2 separate regions of the Astyanax mexicanus genome follow, and region 1 is linked to region 2. Evidence: chromatin contacts called from public Hi-C data. All regions are on one chromosome and are shown on one strand. The core of a region is the stretch at or near the end of the contact, and the rest is flanking DNA. Distances in the headings are between cores, read along the strand shown.

Region 1 (3,143 bases), core at 538-3,037, 47 kb before region 2:
TCATATTCATAAAGTTTTAGAAGTTCAGAAATCAATATTTGGTGGAATAACCCTGGTTTTAAATAACAGTTTTGTTTTCATGCACCTTGGCATGTTCTCCTCCACCAGTCTAACACACTGTTTTTGGATATCTCAAGCAGTTCAGATTGGTTTGATGGCTTGTGATCATGCATCTTCCTCTTGATTATATTCCAAAGGTTTTCAATTTGGTAAAATCAAAGAAACTCATCATTTTAAGTGGTCTCTTATATTGTATATATTATTTGTATATATTTTACATATATTTTATAGGGATGTATATTTGTATGAAAATTCATTGTTTTTTATTTTCACATATGTCTGGCCCACTAAAATATACACGGTTACAAATATGAAATATATCTTTTTGCTAAAAACACAATATACATTTCTCTCTAAAAGGCATTTTAAGCATGCCCTGTATATATGTATGAGCATATGTAAAGAATATTTCATGAAGATAAACCAGTCATAATATTAAGGCTGACTAGTGCAGAGGTGAGACTTCTGCAAATAGTGAGCTGCTGCACAGTGAACTACATGATGCTGCTTTAACAACAACAAACTCATCATGCACTTCAAACCTTAATGCACCTTATTGTCTTCACAGGTGCATATTTCCATATATGCTCATATATGTCCAAACTGCACTTTTTTAAACTCTTTTCTTATTATATAGAGTCATATTATTGCAGAAGATTAAGCAGCTGTAATTTTTTGTACTCTGACCTTTCAGAGCTGCATGTTTATTGTGTAGCTCAGTGAGGTGTTTCATACCACAGAGGAGGAAATTCATACCAGAGATGCCGGTTAGGTTAGAATATTTTCAGTACCCTGCTCTGCAGGCTCATTATACACACGTATTATCTTCTTACTGTCCTTAAAACATCAATGTGTGCGTTGTAGTCCTTAAATGACTTTTAATCAAGAACAACGGGGAAATTTGCTTGTTTATTCTCATTTCAGTAGCAGAATAGCTTATGCTCTAATGTAGGCTAATGGTATACAGGGATATACATTGTTAGGTTTCATAACTATGAATTGAACTATTAGTGAAATTGTGTATTTGGTAATATATAGTCCAGTAAAGATGTTAGATAGCATAGTTGCCACACAGCTAACAATATTTGCTTATTAAAAAGTTTTCTGGATGTTACTGTTAAAGTTAAAGTTAGAAAGTACAGTCTGTAAAGTTTTCTGAATGTTTTTGTTTAATGTTTTTAAACATTCTTGTAACATCACTGCAACATGTCAATGCTTTTATTTTTAGTTTTGGAAACATTCCGTGAGAAACGTTGAGAAACAATGTGATGCAAATTATTGTTATATCACAAGTTACTAGAACATTTCTTGAATATTATTTTAGGAATGTTACAGACAAGCCTTCCTGGAACCTTTTTAAAGCATTACTATTCTCAGCTGGGCACATGCCCCATTCACTACAGGCTGTAAATGTGAAGAAAGTAGTAAAGTGAGAAGAAGTGTAAATGAGCTTTAGACGGTTTCTGAGCATAATAAAAGACTGTAAACACATCAGATAAGGTCGTCAGCACTGTCAGCATGAAGCGCCTGTATAACTGCATTATGTAAGAGCTGAAGCACTTAACCTACTTAATACTCGTCTTGCAGCAGTAATGCCATTGTGAACCCTCTGTCATTATAAACTGGCCTCTTGATGTGTATCTGCTGCATTAGAGTGCACACGGCATGCAGTTTCAGGATTCCTCAGCCACACTCTTCATCTGGCATGTCTAAAATCTTCAGCGCACACTGCTACAGAACTATCCCACAACTGCTCCCTGTTCCTGTCAGAGGAAGTTTTGGACCTCTTGCTGAGTGTGTTGTAATCAGATGCCTTTGAAGTGTAGAGGAACTTCTTCTACAAGGTCTAGTTTCATTATGAAGGAGATCTGAGCTTTATGCACTGTGAGAACGCACATGACCAGACAAGCCACGTTTTAAAAAAGCTGGCACTGCAGCTGAAACCTCATTCACTTTGTTCTGCCCAGATTGGTTTCGACCACGATCGAGTTATCACATTCTCCTGGAAGAAGAACAAATGTGTAGCAGATTTTAATAACAGCCATTATTTGAATAAATATATCAACTAACACAAAATATCACTCCTTATTGGTTAAAACAGTAGTTCTTTAAGCAGTCCCGGGGGCCCAGGATAGTCCTTATTACAGCAGACCTGAGGAGAGATTCGAGAAATGTATAAAGAGTCCAAATTTATTTCTGCAAAAGACGTGCAGGCTCAAGTGCTGAGCAATGTCTTCATGTAGTTTTACTGCAGGTCGTCTGTGTTTTATTGCATACGGTACAGGTCACAGGAAGGCATCCAGGGAAGTGGGGTGGTTTCCAGCTTGGGAGTTTCTTGTAAATGCCTGCATTTCTCCTCAGTGGCGACTCCGGCTGGTCATACGGCAGTACTACCTCTTGAAAAAAAGTCACGTGATTTACAAGAAATCCAGGCATAGCTGTGAAGCACTACAGCAAGCTGTCTGGGAGCATGTGACTGTGTCAGTTGGGAGGCATGTCCTGAGGCAGCATAACCACTGTGATACTGCAGATCACGACTGGCATTCAGAAACCACCACTTACACATTCACTGTAAATGCCTTTATACTCTGGTCTGTATTTATATTCTGTGTAATTTTAATACTGTTGCTTTCTTTTACTGACTTTGAATAGATAACCCTCAACCAACATGCAACTGTATCAGCATTGCAAATGGAATAAAGGTGTCAAAATGCATAAACGTAAAATCTGCATAATTTCTTCCTTCTTAAAGCTATAATAATTGACATCAGTTGAATACGCTAAAGCAAAATGCTAAAGCAAACAGTTACCAAATAAAGTTTCTGCATTAGGTTTAAGTTTGTTGGAAACAATAAACCTAGAGTTCAATGGGTTTAACAGATCTATTAACAAAACCTGCACGATATTGTAAATATCTGATATTGTGATATTTTGTTGCTAAAAAAAAGCTAAAAAATACAACAATCACACATTTAGTTGTCCAACATGTCATTATACTAACAGTGCCCTCCACTGATTGGAGTAATAAAAATATAAAATCAGTAGATCAAATAGGCCTCTGGTACACTATAACACACTATAAT
Region 2 (3,478 bases), core at 510-3,009:
TAAATACTTATGTTACCTGTTGAGTGAACTGGTGAAACTTGAAACCTGCTGGTGTAGTCGTTTGTGCTGTCAGGGCCAATTTCCACTTCATAGCCGGAGCAGTCCGGCACCTCAAAACTGGAGGGAGCGGTGCCTTAAGAGAAGAATGTCCACATTTAATAGGGGGCTCTCATCTATCATAGAAGACATTTAATATAGCCGTAGATATTACAAATTAAAGAGGGTTTGCCTCTGAGGAGCTTACTTAGATTCTCAGTGCTGTCGATGGTGTTCTCCTGAGTGATGGTGTCCTCCTGCTTGCTGTAAGTTGTCTCTCCTGTCGATGATTCATCTATGTTCATTGTCTCCTGCTTCACTTTCGGTGCCTGAGGAGGTAAATAGTGCATGTGAGTTTAAATTTTACTGCCCCAGTGCTTGCTTTAATTGCTTTGTTATTGTTTGTTAGCCTGGTGCCATTACTGCACCTTGCCACCATGGCGCCAACGCCTCACCTTTCTCCTCCTCCTGCCATCCAGGGTTCCTGACAACCGCTTGCCTTTGTTCTTCATAACGTGCAGCATGCGGTAAACCCGGACAGCCTCGCAACCTTTGTTGATGCTTTTGTCTTTCACCTCCTCGATGTCTGGCAGGGAGTTCATGGCACAACGGAAATTGGCTTTCCAGGTTTTGGGATCGGGTTCGGTCACCCCCTCCTTAAACTTGCCTGCAGGCGAGGAACATATTCAGGTTAACAAATAAAGATCTTGCCAACAAGGTTCAAGGTCCTTTTATAGCTATTATATTCTTGCCAGCAGTGGCACCTCACCTGTGTGAATGGCCCACTGTTTGAACAAACAAGCGTCTTTGTCCACTTCCCAGCCGTGACGGGCAGCGTGCTTCCAAGGAATGGAGAACATTTTCTGATCCTGAAGAAAACAAAAACAATGCCATGAGAGGAATACTGTACATGATACTAAGCTCACGAGGGTTTAGGCAGTGACTAGTCTTAAATATCAACAAAAGCACTTGAAATCTCCTAAATATTCTACCTTGTCCACCCAAACGAGTCCAGCGATGGTGTTGGAGTCAATCTTATCCTCCAGCCAGGGTCGCATGCGCATTCTGGACACGGGCATGATTCCTGCAAAAGTCCAGACAGGAACTTGAGTTCAACTTTTTACAATGCCTTGCATGCTTAGCTTATCATGCACAGCAGATCTGGCAGTAACAATGGCAGTAATAATCAGGGAACAGGGAAACACAGTCTCTGTAAATATTTCTATCCTTAAGATATTAAATTACTAATGTATATTGGTAATAACTCAATGCAAACAGCTAGTACTTTACTATGGGATTCCGTTAAAAACACACAGTCACAAACTGTGCAGCCTCAAGTTCCAAACAGCCTACGCTGTGAGAGTGAGTGTACTCCTGCACGCACACGCCCCTTTTCCGGGGTAGCATGTACAGTATAGTGAAATCGAGCCTGCTACAGATACAGAGCAGCTGCAGCAGCACAAGGGCAAGCTGTATATATGTACGTGTGTGTGTGTGTGTGTGTGTGTGTAAGAGATCTATATTAGCTATAAAACACTTTTCTAAAATAAAACAATAAAAACAGCCATTTAAAAATAAAAAAACATTCAGACTCACCTCGTATTTAATCCGATTTATAACGGAGAAGAATGTTGAGTGATAATGTGTTGATAATCCGAGTTCAGCCTGAACTTCTTCTCTCAGTGGAGATAGGAGTGCTTTGCTGGGAGCTCGCGGTGCGCTCTTCTTTTATACACAGTAGAGAGGGGGGGGGGGGGGCTTTCCCAACGTAATGTTTTGGCAGCGCGGCGCGCATGCGCAGTTCCACTACCATGCAGGCGCTCTCAGACTGAAGCAGCATGATTTCCGAGAAATCACGCTGTTAAAAGCTACACAGCTCGAGAAGTTTAGGGGGTGATGATGTTTGGGCTTGGCTGCATCTTACCCTTACCACCACACAAGCGCACGCGCCGGCACGTAAACAGCACATGCACGCGCATATTTCTGAAAATTTTAGCCCATATAAACACCCGTCTTTTTTGTCTCTTTCGCGTAAAAAAAAAATCTCCCAAAACTGCAACTTTACAGGAGATGCAAAAAAAAACATTTTTAATAAATTCAGTTTAAAACTATACATATATTTTTTTCAGTCCATTTCAGCATAAAATTTGTAAAGAACTTTAAAGAACAACTGCAACTTCACATTATGTCACATGAAAAGCCCTGCTTTATTTACATGTAACTTATATGCAACATAACTGATGCTTATTTATATGTTTATTATGTGTGATTCATATTTTATGTATATATGCGTTCCATATATGAATATTATTTTGGCAGCAAGCAATTAACATATAATTCATAAAAGTATCTAATTTCGCATAAATACTAATCTCATTTTGATCTAATTGATATTAGTGCTGAAGTGTTGAATGAAGTGTGTATGCTGTCTGTAGAGAAGGGTAGAATCAGGTCAGATAAAGAAAGCAGCGGCTTTCCGGGAAATGGTGCAGATTTTTACAGAGCCGATAGAGGGCGCATCTGCGCTGCTTCACTGATCTGAGGGGAGTTTTTACAGTAAAGCGGCCTGTTTATTAGAAACGGATGTTTGGACGACCGGCATTTAGAGAACGCAGCCTGACCCCAACCCTACACACTTTCTACAGCTTACACACGCATATACCTTTCATTATTATTATTATTATTATTATTATTATTATTATTATTATTATTGTTGTTGTTGTTGTTGTTGTTATTATTATTATTTCAAAAATATATTATATAAATGATGTACTGTGTAAATCTCCTCAAAAATAGTAAAAAAAAAAGCTTAGAATTAGCATTCTCCAGTTCAGCACAGCAAACAGACGCTGTTCGAAATAAATTTTAAAATGAATATTAAAACCCCATGGTAAAGTCGATTTATCACGGGGGTGTCAGTGAATCTGTGTGTGTGTGTGTGTGTGTGTGTGTGTGTGTGTGTGTGTGTGTGTGTGTGTGTGTGTGTGTGTGAGACAGTAGCCCCGGGCGGTGGGGCGTGGTCAGGGCTGAGGGAGGGGCGGGGCTTTCCTGTGGGATTTCTGTTCTGTAAAGCACTGGGTTTTCCCAGAGCGCAGCCAGCGATATTCCCCACGAAATCCCACTCCAAACTACAGACCAGCTCAGCGGATATTAAGACCATGTTGTACTTTGTCATTACATGTCGCGGAGTTTCTAAAAACGTATATTAACAAAATAAACAATGGAACCCACTGACACTGCTGATAAAAAGTCAGATTTTTTTAAATATTAAAAGTTGAATATATAGAATTCCCTTATGTGCAATATACTTATGTCATATATTTTATTTAATATATTTTAAAATGTGACACATGCCGATGTAATGTAATTGTCCATTTTCAAATACGAAACACATATTTTAGCTATAAATCAAAATATACAATACTAAGTACCAGTACCAAAA

The links. Hi-C and Micro-C count contacts between places; a contact is called where the count stands out from the background.
Region 1: a Hi-C map of blood shows a contact between it and region 2, with 2.7 times the contacts expected there. The contact joins the enhancer-like site here to the promoter of irf1b in region 2. A contact is called at or near these places in 3 of 3 Hi-C or Micro-C datasets (blood and muscle).

The regions. Positions count from the first base shown.
Region 1 is chr17:38,574,540-38,577,682 of AstMex3_surface, reverse strand. All of the region lies in intron 1 of LOC125782511, which reads left to right. Among protein-coding and RNA genes, the nearest start is that of LOC125782511, 9.1 kb to the left of the region's middle. Within about 2 kb of position 1,787, the one cell type or tissue checked has an H3K27ac peak away from gene starts, as active enhancers do.
Region 2 is chr17:38,527,076-38,530,553 of AstMex3_surface, reverse strand. It overlaps irf1b (interferon regulatory factor 1b), which reads right to left and starts at 1,759. Exons shown (of 9, transcript XM_007233928.4): 1 at 1,633-1,759; 2 at 1,029-1,120; 3 at 806-905; 4 at 492-703; 5 at 245-365; 6 at 17-133. The coding sequence starts at 1,115.